2 separate regions of the Sus scrofa genome follow, and region 1 is linked to region 2. The links are chromatin contacts, called in public promoter capture Hi-C maps. All regions are on one chromosome and are shown on one strand. The core of a region is the stretch at or near the end of the contact, and the rest is flanking DNA. Distances in the headings are between cores, read along the strand shown.

What was found. Promoter capture Hi-C pulls out the DNA fragments that hold promoters and counts their contacts.
Region 1: a contact with region 2 is called in a promoter capture Hi-C map of liver, with 2.5 times the contacts expected there. The contact joins the promoter of ALDH1A1 here to the promoter of ABHD17B in region 2. A contact is called at or near these places in 1 of 5 promoter capture datasets (liver) and 1 of 2 datasets of contacts at active chromatin or transcription factors (skeletal muscle).

Annotation. Positions count from the first base shown.
Region 1 is chr1:226,215,132-226,221,602 of Sscrofa11.1, reverse strand. It overlaps ALDH1A1 (retinal dehydrogenase 1), which reads left to right and starts at 4,261. Exons shown (of 13, transcript XM_021064911.1): 1 at 4,261-4,415. The coding sequence starts at 4,350.
Region 2 is chr1:225,190,979-225,197,528 of Sscrofa11.1, reverse strand. ABHD17B (abhydrolase domain containing 17B) reads left to right here and starts at 4,243. Exons shown (of 4, transcript NM_001243558.1): 1 at 4,243-4,809. It overlaps C1H9orf85, which reads right to left and starts at 4,107. Exons shown (of 5, transcript XM_021064833.1): 1 at 3,991-4,107. The coding sequence starts at 4,038.

The DNA of each region.
Region 1 (6,471 bases), core at 3,012-5,511, 1.0 Mb before region 2:
CCAGATTAACTTGCATCTCTGAATTTCCTTTGTAAAAATATTCTGACTGTGTAAACTTCTTACACGTTCAAAATCAGGGAAAAAAGATTGTATGGTATTAGATGTTAAGATTCTGGTCAACCAGGGTGAAGAAAAGGGAAACAGTGACAGAGGATGTACAAACGGCTGTGGGGTTCTGAGAGTGTTCTATTCTTTGACCCCAGTGGTTGTTACTTGGTTTTATTCCTTTCATGATTCTTTGTTGAGATGTACACTTATGACTTTTGCAGTTTTCTATAGGTGATTTGACTTAAATTTTTTTAAATTAAAACAAATAAATCAAAATAGAAAAAAAATATGTCTACACACTCAGTTTCAGGCACAATCTCCTCTGCATACCGAAAGTCAAATTTCTTTGCTCCAAAATCTGGTCATTTGCATGAACCTAGAATTTCAATGACATGATTGAATTAAGTATCATTTAAGTTGTTGATTTGACAGGAGGAAAGGGAAAGTGATTTCTGTGAAAACTAAACTGAGTGTTGTGCAAACACTGAATCTGGTCAAATTATTAAACACATGGGCTATTATATAACCTGCACATAAGACAAGTGTAAAAAAAATGAAAAAATATATCAAAATCTCAAAGTAGTGTACATTAAGATTGCCTCAAAGATGTCTTTAATGTCTTTAAATTCTTTCTGCACTTTAAGGAAACAAAAAAAATGTAAACACAATTTATGCAAGGTTATTTCAAATCCTAGCAGCATACCCAGTTCTAAGAAATAATTTTGGCCCATGAAGTTTAGCAAAGACCTGTTTAACCTAAAATAATTGTTTTATGGAGGCTTTAACTACTTTTTCTTTTATTGACCCTATTAATTAGTTCATGTCTTAATTGTACCAGATAAGAGAGGCATCTGCCATATCATAGTAACACAAGGCAAAGAGAAAACAACAAGCGGATATGTGAGGCTTTAACTACTTTTTCTTTTATTGACCCTATTAATTAGTTCATGTCTTAATTGTATCAGATAAGAGAGGCATCTGCCATATCTTAGTAACACAAGGCAAAGAGAAAACAACAAGCGGATATGTGAGGAACAGAAGAAATCAGAGGTAAAGAAGTTTTGCTAATTGGAGAAGAATGGCAGATGAACAAAAATTATGTTCACAATATGTTCACAAACTCAAATGCTCCTTTCATCTCCATTTTTAATAATGATTTGCCAACCAAGCATAGATCCTATCATCATACATAAGATCCATGTTATCCAAATGGGCATAAGAACCATGTGGTGTCTGCTGAAACTGCAGTGATCAGAAGCAAAGGGATATGTCCATTGCTGGGTTAACTGACCATCAGACTCACCCAGCCATGCTGAAGGCAACACTGTAGAGTCAGGGACACAGATGTCACTAAGCAAAAGAAGTTTTGCTCCAAAAAAAATCGATCCTGGATTTTGAAATCAGAAAGCGTGAAAATTAGCTATTTTTTAAAATTTCCAGCATAAAATTAGGTTTATTAAATGTGAATGGTTTTTATTCCAGTTATTCATGTAAGTGGAAGAAGGTTAGACTCCATTAGTTTTTTAAGGACTGAGGTTTGAATGGAGTTCTACAGAGACTCCTCATAAAGTGAGACAGCAATTTCAGCAATGGTTGAAGACCTTGGAATCCATTTCTTAGAATAATACATTTCTGGAATAATAGTTTTCACAAAGGGCTGGAAGAGGTCAGATTCAAAAGAAAAACTATCTTCCTCTTTCCCCCCTCACTGTCATGTTTACGTGTGTGTGTATTTAATTTAACTTGTCTCTAAGAAGGAAAGATAAAGCATCCTTTGTCTATTACTCCTAAGTTCAAGTTCCAGCCCCTCCTCTACCATAGAATCCTTGCAAAATATACAAATATACTTTGTATATAAAAATATACAAGCTGGGGTCCAGTCTTAAAGTTGGCCTTCTTGGCCCCTGTGCTCTCATCTTTGTAAGGGAGGGAAGTGATCACCAAGGCCTTGTACCCACACAACCACTCCCAAGAATATACTATTCTATAAGACAAACTCCAGGGGCAGGTTGATACTTACTTTAGAAATGTGTATCTCAGACCCTGTGGTTTTTGGACAGAAAAGATCTGCCCTTCAATTAAGATTAAGGTTGGAAAGTTCCTGATACTCTGATCACAAGGCTTTACTCACAGGACATACTTGGTAAATGTTAAAATTAAATGGGCAGGTGTGGTAACCTGTTTCCAAAGCTGGTCCTTTTACCTAAGTTCAGTAAGGTCTGGCATAAAGGGACATGCTCTTATGTAAATATTCAATAAAATATGATTAAGGATGAGCATATAAACAGCAGATGACACACCAAGTGTGTTATGAAGCTTTGAGCTTTCATTGCCTAGACATCAAATAAACCAGTGTTTGACTCCACAAACAACTGCAAAGCTGAGAGCAGAAGAAAGCAGCAAAACACAGCTGTCTGGGCCTGGCCAGAGTACCACACTGCAAGTTATGTAACAGCTGTTGTGTAATTGTGCATTTAACTCAAAACACATTTTTAAAAGAGAAAATAATTATGTTTTCCAAAAAGAATGAAATTGAGAGAGAGAGAGAGAGAAGGAAAAAGAGAGAGAGAGAAATGATGAAATAACACAAAAGTTTCTATCTGGCCTTCCTGCGTGAGGCACAGAGGAGGGAGGGACCTTGGGGATGGTCGTCTTAAAATCTAGGAACTTGGCACGTGAGCCAGATATGGCCTGCCTACTGTTTTGGTAAATAAAATTGTATCTCAAAACACCTACACTCATTAATGTATCTTTTGTCTGTCATTTCTTTCATACAGTTGAGTAAATTACAATGGAAACCATCTGGTCTAGAAAGCAGAAAATGTTATCTATCTCCTTATAGGAAAAAGTTGTCAACCCCCATCTTAGATGAGTAAAAGCCTAAGCTTAAGTGCCTATGAGGGTGACCATTCAGGAAAAGCAGAAGAGGTGATTCTCAAACCCATCTGGGAATTCTCTTATGGCGAGGAGGGCAAGGAGAATAAATAGGAGTAACAGCCAGGGTTTCGCTGTCAAACTGGCGTGAAGTGAAATCTTGGCCTTGTACTTATTAGATCTATGATCATAAGCAAGCTGCTTAATCTCTTCATATCTTTAAAGTGGGAAACAAAGTGAGGATGGAAAAAAAAAAGGTAAGATTCCTGCACCTGATTTGGAGTCACTATTCAAAAATCCTTAGCTTCCCTACTTAAACCCCATATTTGGAGGAGCTGGTATTTTTCAACAAAATAGTAATTGTTGTTCTTAAATTCTTAGTAACCAGTTAAGAGCAACCAAAGTTTTCTATCTTATTCTGACTGTAACTTTCATGAGAGCTTCAATAAAATAAACTACTGTACTTAAAATGGGAGTAGTACAGTTAACTGTCTTTTTTGAATGTTCCCAACTTGAAACATTAATTTTAAGAACTTGCATTATTTGGAAGTCCTGCTTAAATTCACTCTTGGTACAATTGCCTGTTTCAATGATTGACAAATATCAGCCAACTTCCAAAACCAGAGGTTACTTTCATTTTAAATGTGTTTTAACAGACAATATTGCCATATAGCTATTGTGGTGATTGTGTGCCACAATGCAGTCTGAGTTCCCTAAAAATCCTGCTGACTCTTCTGTTCCCCTATATAAAGATGATTTAGAGCTCCAGAAATCCTAGTAGGTCTACTTACCAAGCACTGAAAATATATTTGACTGGTGTGATTTTTTTAAAGCAAACCTCAGGTAGGGTCTCTAAAAAGGGTCTTTCTTCACCAAACTGCACCCTGGTTTTCTGGGGCACGGACGGATCCACTGACAGCATTGCCCTGAAGACACCTGGACAGGGTCCTCTCCTCACTAGCTTCTGCTAACAACAAATGCCCTTTGAGTTTCTTTTTCAATCCTCAAATACTCTGATTCCAAGTCTGTCAGAGAACAGAAAGTTTTACAGTAGCATAAGAAGAGTGAAAAGCCAAAAATATAATAACTGGCCTTAGTGGCCAGAGCAGCTGTGATTCATATCCTTATCACAGGTTTCGGCTTTGTAAATTAATTCGTCTGCAAATAGTGCCTTGTCTCCAGATGCAGCGTCAATGCTGGAGCACTGGTTTCTTAAGGATTTAAGTTTAAAGTCAAGGGCTTCCTGCCCTAGGTGTTACAAATAAGTAGTGTCGTTTTCTTTTTGCTCCGAGTTTGTTCATCCAATCATATCCCAGTATGCAAATAAACCTTAGCCCATGCACATAAAAAGGAACAAATAAAGCTAAGTGCTCTATCAGAACCAATTCGCTGAGCCTGTCACCTGTATTACAGGAGCTGAACCAGAAATGTCGTCCTCAGCCATGCCAGACATACCTGTCCCACTGACCAATTTGAAGTTTCAATATACTAAGGTTAGTACAACTTTTATTTGCTGCTTTGCATCAGGTTTATAAAAACTACATTTATTTAAAGCATAAAAGGTCAATTTAAGCAAACTTGTGTAAAGAGCCCTTTGCAAATATAAAAATAAAAGGCTTGCAAAATGCAGGTGTGGGTTTAGTGTATTGATCAAATAATGAATTCTAAATTGTAGCAGGCAAATTTTCATAAATTTATTTCTTAAAATATTTCTAAGTGAAAGGAATTATCTTTGGTGTATAAGGTCCTTGTGCTAGGATTCAGGGGACTTTACCAAGCAGTTCTATTAACTTTCAGCAGAACCCAGCATGTTTAAGAGAGACGAATACTACAGAAACGGACTGGAAACAGACAAATGGGAAATGATTTTTTTTAAGTAAAAAAAAAAAAAAAAAGGAGAAACAGCATGCTTAAGTAAAACAGAGCATTACTGAAGTAACATAATTTTTCTATATGCAAATGAGTATCAAAACTGAAAGACCTGAATCTGATAATTGGATGAAGGAAAACTCCAGTTACAAAAAACTTCATGGGACTTGCATTATTTAGCATATTTGGAAAAAGAAAGCATCCTTATTTATTTCTTCAGCCAAATCTGCTGCCATTGGAGCGATGCATAATTGTTAACTGATAAATATTTAGAGAAACAAGAGCAGGAGCCAGATCCAGACTTAAAAATTCACAGCTAGGGAGAAACGGATCTTATTTGAATCGCTCAAGAGTACCTCTGAACTTTGCCTGTTTCACACTGTTGCATTCCTGCTTTCCAGTCAGAGCCTAGAACTCCCAAAGAAACAAGTAAAACAAACAAAACTAATCTAACCAAAATCACTTAAAAAGTGAGTTTTATGGTGTGATACAGAAAGGAAGGTAAGAAAGGAACCATTCCAACTCAGGGATAGCCATTTTGCTTTCTGAATTAACCAATGAAAAACTAAAAGCATTATCATTTAATGATAAAGTAAAAACCCCACTATTATTAATTTGTTTCCTTACTCGTAACCATGGATGATTTTCATAAGCACAACAAATGAGGAAGTTGTTCAGCTAACTGGCTCTTTTCCATAGAAAAATATCTGCAGAGATCAGACAGTGCCTTTAACATGGTCGACCAATAGCTACAAAGTTTATTAAAGTATTGTTTTCACAAGGTTTTATTAAAAGGGAAATTTTTTCCATTTGATTTTATTCAACATGGGAACATGAAAAATGTGATGAGTTCATACACTTCAAAAATGTTGCACTTGGCAAAAGTTTGCCCAAAAGATAACAAAACTCCAATTTTTCCAACTTTCTTATTCTAAGTTTGTCATTCACAAGAAATTTTAACCAAAAGGAAGCAAATTTTAAAATGCATTCATTTCATAAAGATCAAACCCATTGGCAATGACTGAATTATCCCACTGCTATTATTACTGAGTCTTTTTTTTCTATGATACCACCCGAAAAGATATTTTGGTAGTCTGAATGTCACATTTTTTTAAAATTTGATTTGCAGAAGTTTTCAGTTTTCCTTGTGTTAGAATTTCCTGGAAGCTCTAGTACAAAGTATTCTTTCTACTGAATGAAGCTACTCTTAGTAATTAAACATAGGGAAAAAACAGTAGTAGACAAATGAGACAGTCCTTAAAATCTACCATACAGACACTGATCTAGAGATTCTTTAATACAGGGAGATAATTTTAAGATTAAAATCTCCAGTTCACTTAAAAGTCATTACACAAGAACACCCTCTAGGGAAGCTAACTGATCTAAGTGTTCAAAAGAAGTCAAGACTCCAAGAGCAGGAATTTGCTCTTGTGTATAAGAACTTTTCTGAGTAAAAATACCCAGTGCAAGTCAGTGAATTTTGATTGCTCATACATCTTCTCTATAAATCTGTTCTGCTCAGATAGCATTTTATTGTCTGATTTATTAGTTACAGCATTTTCACACTTGGAAGGACACCAGTTATGTATGTAATTAAATCTAAATGGGTGAGCTTTTTCAAATGCCTTTGCATTTTCTTTTTACTGTGCCTCACTGAAGAATTGTATTGGATTTGCACTT
Region 2 (6,550 bases), core at 2,994-5,493:
GGCTATTTTTTCCCCCATTTTTTGGCAACTGTGAATAAAGATGCTTGTAAACACATAATCCTGTTCTGTTATATAAATGTAATCAGACCATCTTAAACTTAAGACAGCTCTCTGCCTAAACCAGGAGCCCAGGGGCTGGACTGAATTAGCATCTGATTTCACAGGAAGTGAGATGAACCCCAACCTGCTCCAAAGATCGGCCTGGGACCAGCTCCAACCAGCCCCTATCTGTGATATGTGACACTCTAGCGGGCCATGCCTTGTGAAGAAACACTCTTTCCCTGGAATATTTCAAACAGGTAACATTTAGGGGCAGTGGCAATAAAGTTCACCTCTGTTCCAATCCTAATCTGGTATCACAATGCTTCTATCATAGACAAAACAGTATTTAAAAAACAACCAACACACATACACAAAAAGGGACCCCCTTTTTTGGCCACACCCCAGCATGCAGAAATTCCCAGGCCAGGGAATGATCCCACCCCACAGCAGTGACATTGCCAGATGCTTAACCAACAGGCTACCAGAGAACTTCAAAAAAGGATTTCTGATTTATCTGTTCCTTGAGGTCTCTTAGCACAGACCTTACCTAATCAATGGATAGCCACATGCTAGTAATGTAACTCCAGGCACAACATTCACCTCTAAATCCTAATTTCCCAATATGCAGAATGGGATAATTGTAGCATATATCTTAGGGTTATTTTGAAGACCAAATTATTTAATAGGTATCAAATACTCATAGTGGCTAACTTGCTTAAGTACATAGTATAGTTATTATTAACAAAACTATATTTCGACTTTCATTTTCCTTTTCCATTTCAAGGGAATAACCAGAGTTTCCTAAAATGAATATATTCCTCCCAAATTAATTCACTTTCAAAAGGTATTATAGGAGTTCCCACTGTGGCTCAGTGGTTAAGTTGCTGCAGTGACAACTTAATCCACTGTGTCCCAAGAAAACTCCAAAAGGTATTTTCAATTTTATACTTTACACATTTTTCTGTTGTTTCAATATTCTTCAACAAATATGCATTTCTTCTCTAGTTAATTTTTTTAGGCCTTGAGCAATTGCAAATCCACTTATATTATCATATGTTCTGTGGTTAGGTCATATTTGTGAGCCACATGGGAAGTCTAAGGTTAGGCCATATTTGTACCACTATTTCTTAAAAATATTTTTGTAGGAGTTCCCATTGTGGTGCAGTGGTTAACAAATCCAGCTAGGAACCATGAGGTTGTGGGTTCGATCCCTGGCCTTGCTCAGTGGGTTAAGGATCCTGCGTTGCCATGAGCTGTGGTGTAGGTTGCAGGCACAGCTCGGATCCCGAGTTGCTGTGTAGGCCGATGGCTACAGCTCCAATTAGACCGCTAGCCTGGGAACCTCCATATGCCACAGGTGCAGCCCTAAAAAAGACAAAAAAAAAAAAAAAAAGAATTCGCCATGAATGTAGCCAATTATTCATCCTCCATTAAACCGATGATCAATTATCTTTCCTCAGTAAAATACTTCTGCTATTATTGTCAGAACTGCCAATAATAAAGCACCTGGTAGTATGCGATTTCCTCACAATTTAGAAGCAACAAAGAAGCTAATGATAAAAGTAATCAACAAAATGAAACTCAGTGACTGAACTTGAGACTCATGAAAAGATTTAAAACCATAATGACATGGTTGTTAGATCACACCAGAAAATGCCTAATAAAATTATAAGTCTAGGAAGAAGTGCTAGCATAAGAAGTACAAGTTCAAGAAGTCTTGTACTTACAAGTCTAAGAAGGACAGCAAGCTACATTGTAGCTAAATATTTATTAAAAACTACTTTTTATCACCTGATGAAAAACCATCAGAATTAAATGCTTGTGCCAAAACTTAGAGTAAGAATACAAGAGGAGTTCCCTGTTGGCCCAGAAGGTTAAGGATCTTGCCTTGTTACTACTGTGGCTCAGGTTCAATTCCTGCCTGGGAATTTCTGAATGCCATGGGTGTGGCCAAAAAAAAAAAGAGAGAGAGATGAATACAGAACAAGGTAGCTATTTATTTGGAATACCATAGCTTTTTATCCTGGCTTACTTATTGATGAAAGGCACAAACTTGGGAAAGTCTTCCCAAATACTGCTCCAGGTTTTCTTTCTTTTTTTCTTTTTCCTAATTTTTTTTTTCTTTTTGGCTGCTCCAAGCATATGAAAGTTCCCAGGCCAGGGGTCGAAACTGAGCCACATCTGGGACCTGTGCCACTGACCTAAGGATCTAGAATTCTCAACCTACTGATCATGGCCAGGGATTGAACCTGCATCCTCATGGATACTGGTTGGGTTCATAACTAGCTGAGCCACAATGAGAACTCCCAGGTTTTCTTTGTGAATCTGAACCTAATTAAGGGAAAGATGAGGTCCTCTTAGTAGGACAACTGAAAATATGAGGCAACTGAAAATATGCCTTCTTACTCTTCTTTATTCAAATGTCCTTCCCTTTATCAGAATTTATCATAATTTATAATTATACATCTTTGTGCTTACTGTCCAATGACCCAGAAAAAACTATAAGTCCTTTGAAGACAGAGTCAGCTCTTTTGAACACTGTACACATACTTACATAGGACCTTGCACATAAAGTGTTCATATCTGTATAGTGAAGATGCTTAAATATCTGTATAGTGAAGATAGGAAAAGGTCACTGGTTGCCATAAACAGTCACTTCACTTTCATAGCCAATGTTGACAAATTAATCACTTGTTGGACAATTATTATGATCCAGATAATTTATGTATATCATTTAGATTAGCCTCACAACAAAACTGGAAGGTTTCTCATTTGAGACCAAAAGAAGACTCAGAAAAAAAAATATTAAATAACTCGCTTATGCCACACCCTAGCAAATCTGAGCTTCAGTTTATGTTAATATCAGGTTTATGCGATGTGATGGTGGCCCCCAAACTGCCTTTGTCTTCAATTATCTCCCCTCCCTACAGCTATGGGAGGAGGGGGAAAGAGCTCTAGCAAATTAGTAGAGACCCTAGACCTCTGGCAAGCTATACAGTCTGAATTTTCTTTCAACCTAAAGAAATCTGCTAAAGTAATATAAACAGCAAGACAATCATTTTTATATTCATCAAATAGTTTGATTCTCAAAACAATCTTACAAATGAGAGCGATAGTCCCATTATGTTGGTGTGGACACTGAGGTTAAGAGCACTTCAGAGCTTTCACACCCTTTCTACAAAGCTATGGGCCTAGGGCTTTCCAAAAAGAAATAAGGACAGCATAAACTTGGTGCAACATTTGAAAGAGACGCGCGCCATAATTCTCGTATTTCTACTGGAAATATGTGATCCAGATGGGAGCGTTCAATTACTCAAGTTTCCTATTTGCATTTTAGGTTTGATGAGGGTCCCGATTACTCTGTACAATCATCTAAATGTTGACCGCCAAATATATTTACGAGGAGATAACACATGCAGGTCAAAGAAAGGGCGTGAGAACATTATTTTAGAAAGGGCTGCACTGCAGCCAAAACTAACTCTGGGCTGCAGTCCACATTCGCCCTCGCCAACTCCTCTCATTCCTCTTTCCCCTCCAGTGAACCATTCCTTCCAGATTGAGTGCAGCAAATTCCTACCTTGGTCTGAACACTCTTATCAAACTTGTCATTTTTGAAGCTAAAGGTATTCTGGTGCCTCTGAGGCCTGGAACGAGCCACGTTCCCTTTCTGGGAACTCATCGCAGAAACCACAATTTTCTCGAGCTGAGACAAGAAGATGCAAGGAAGACTACCACGCCAGTAACTACCCCACCGAGTTCAAGCTTCTGTCAACGACCCGGAAGTAACTTATCCAGCCTGTCTGGTCCCGCCCCGGCAGCCCACGTGACTCCTCGCAGAGGTCAAAGGGCGCCCTCCAGCCCCTCAGCTCCTGTCTCTTTCACTAGGCCGAGTCTCGACCCCTCCCCCTCCTCAAGGTTTTTCTCTCTAACCCTGGGTATACATCCTACTTTCTTCGAAGCGAGAATTTCCCCATTGGTCCGAATGTGGTAGTCCATCAAAGCGGAGGGGCGGAGAAGATTTGCTTCTATTGGCTCCTCTTTTCCGCAATACCCGCCTCCTGCCGACTTAGCTCAGCCTCTCCCGGGGCCAGACTCCTCTGGGCGGCTTGTGATTGGTGGAAATTGGGATAAGCTGGACTGCGTCCCTCCCCCGGCCCGCTCCCAGGCTGGAGCCCGGGTCAGCTTTGGCACCTTCCTCCAGTGACCAACTCGTAGTTTAGCGAGCGCTCTGCTACCCCCTAGGTTCCTTTCCAGCGTCCCTGTCTCCCACTTCGAGAGCGAACCCCGCGGCCGGTAGGCTGAAGAGGAGCCAGGAAAGAAGGACTAAAGAGAAGAAAGACCTGGCTGGTTCTAGGTGGTGTCTGCAGTGCCAGTAAGGGAGGTGGCGGCGGGCGCTGCGACCACGGCCGCGCGGGACGTGAGGCCCAACAGCAGCCGACGGCGGCGGCGGTGGCGGCCACTCCAGCGCCTCGCGCCGGGGCCGTTAGTCAGCAGAACGCCAACCTGTGTAAAGGAACAGGGCCGGCCCGAGGCGAGACTCGGGAGCGCGAGCCGGCTCCCCCGAGCGCCGCCGTCCTTCCTCGTCCCGGCGCCGGGGGCTGCAGCCCTTGTCCCCCTCCTCGGCCGGGCCCGCCTGCAGGCCGGGAGAGTCCGGCAGAGGCAGCAGCAGCAGCAGAGCGGAACGCGCCTTGTAGAGGACAGCGCGGCGGCAGAGGTTCCTTCTCGGCCCTTTCTGCCTGACGCCTTGGTTGCGGCCCTCAGGTGCAGGTGCGTGGGGCCGCGGGGGGTCGGGGCGCTGCGGCCCGGCTCGGGGAGGGGGCGCTAGGCCCGGAGCTGCAGCGCGGGAGGGACCAGCCGGGGCTGAGCGGGGGGAGGGGAGCGGGAGTCGTCTTTGTTGTTGGCGCCCGGGATCCCTCTCCGTGCCGGCGAAAGGCGGGGAAACTACTCCCGATCGGATCTAGGTTTTTGAGAAGATTGTCTGGTGGTTCAGTGAAGGGAAGAGATAGGAAAGTCCTGCGGTCGGTGAGGCTGCAGTAGTTTGGGGGCGGAAGGACGGACAGACGAACTGGGGAAGGTATTGGGTCCTCCCTTAAGAGAAAGGTCTAATTTCATTCCTTTGCTATTCTCTCTGTGGACGGAAAGCTGGGGCCAGGTTCCCATTCCCCTCCATGGCCCACTGTGAGATTCGCGATGGCTGAAAGCTTTCTCCTGAATGTCCTCGCGTGTGCCAGCCTCGATTTTAGATCATATCTACCCGGTGCTTGGTGATTTGGGTATTGTGGTCCAGCCGTCATGGGGTCTTCTTCTCTCCATAGTTGAACTTCACTCTTGTCTTTTTCAAACTCTGGCGTAGGCTCATTAGGAATTGTCTTTGAATTGAAAAATTATTGTTTGAATTTTTTTAACCCTGAAACGAAAAGTTCTGTCAAGTTAGATTTATTGTTGTGAAGGCCTTTTGTAAAGAAGAGAGTTTAACCTTGGCTTGTTTTTAAAAAAGTTCAGAGCTTTGATCCATAGTGATTTTTGCCAATGGCAGGACAAAACTTTTTTAAATGACGCATTGATTTAAGTGTGAGGTGGATTTGTTAAGCAGAAGGATGAGTAACGGAATACAGGGAGGGTGGCTTGTGAATTTTGGCTGTTAGCTTATGTGAAGATACTCGTTTTTAATTTTTTTTTTTTGTAGTAAACAATACTTGATCTGCAAGATAATTCACTGATTGATTTTTAAAGCCTTCAAGAATGTGGAGATCTTGTTTCAGCATTTAAAAACTACTTAATGAGTCTGAGTAAAAAGTCAGGTACATGTTGTCATAGCATTCATCTGTTTACATTAGCAAGTAACAAGAAAACTTAAAACGAACTTTTCTCTGTAAAGAGTTTGTCTCCATATGTGTTTGTAGCTTAAACTCATTGAGGTGATTTATCTAATACCTAATATTTTGGTAATTATTTCAACTGCGAGTATTATAATTTGGGTGCCCAACTCTGCTTGTTGGTAAAATTTTGGAAGAAGGGATAGAGGCTTACTTAAGGAAGAATAGTGCAGATAGCCATGTTTTGACTTATTAAAGAAATAACATCCCTGTTATGTGGTAATAGCTATATTACTTGAGATCCAGGAGGAAAGGAATAGCACCCTCACCCATATTTTGACCTCTCCTTTCTCCTACTTTAGTATTAATAAGGTTAACTGCTAAGGATAGGATTAGATTTTTAGCAGGCTAGGCAGTTTTAATTTTGTCCCTTGCTGTGCAGTACTGTAGTTAAGAGGCTTTCTTCCTTGAGTCTATTTGCCCATTTTGAAATGTGTATGACATTTGACAAAGAAGTTTCTATTTCCTGTGACAAACAATTACAAAGCATCATGGCAAAATAATGTTTTTGGTAGTTTAATGATCACAAAAGAACTAGGCAGTTAGTGTCTTTTCTAAGCTGTCAGCTTAGAAAAGTTGGTCTACAACTCCAGGCAAGTTATTCCACATCTAAATCAGTTTCTCCATCTGTA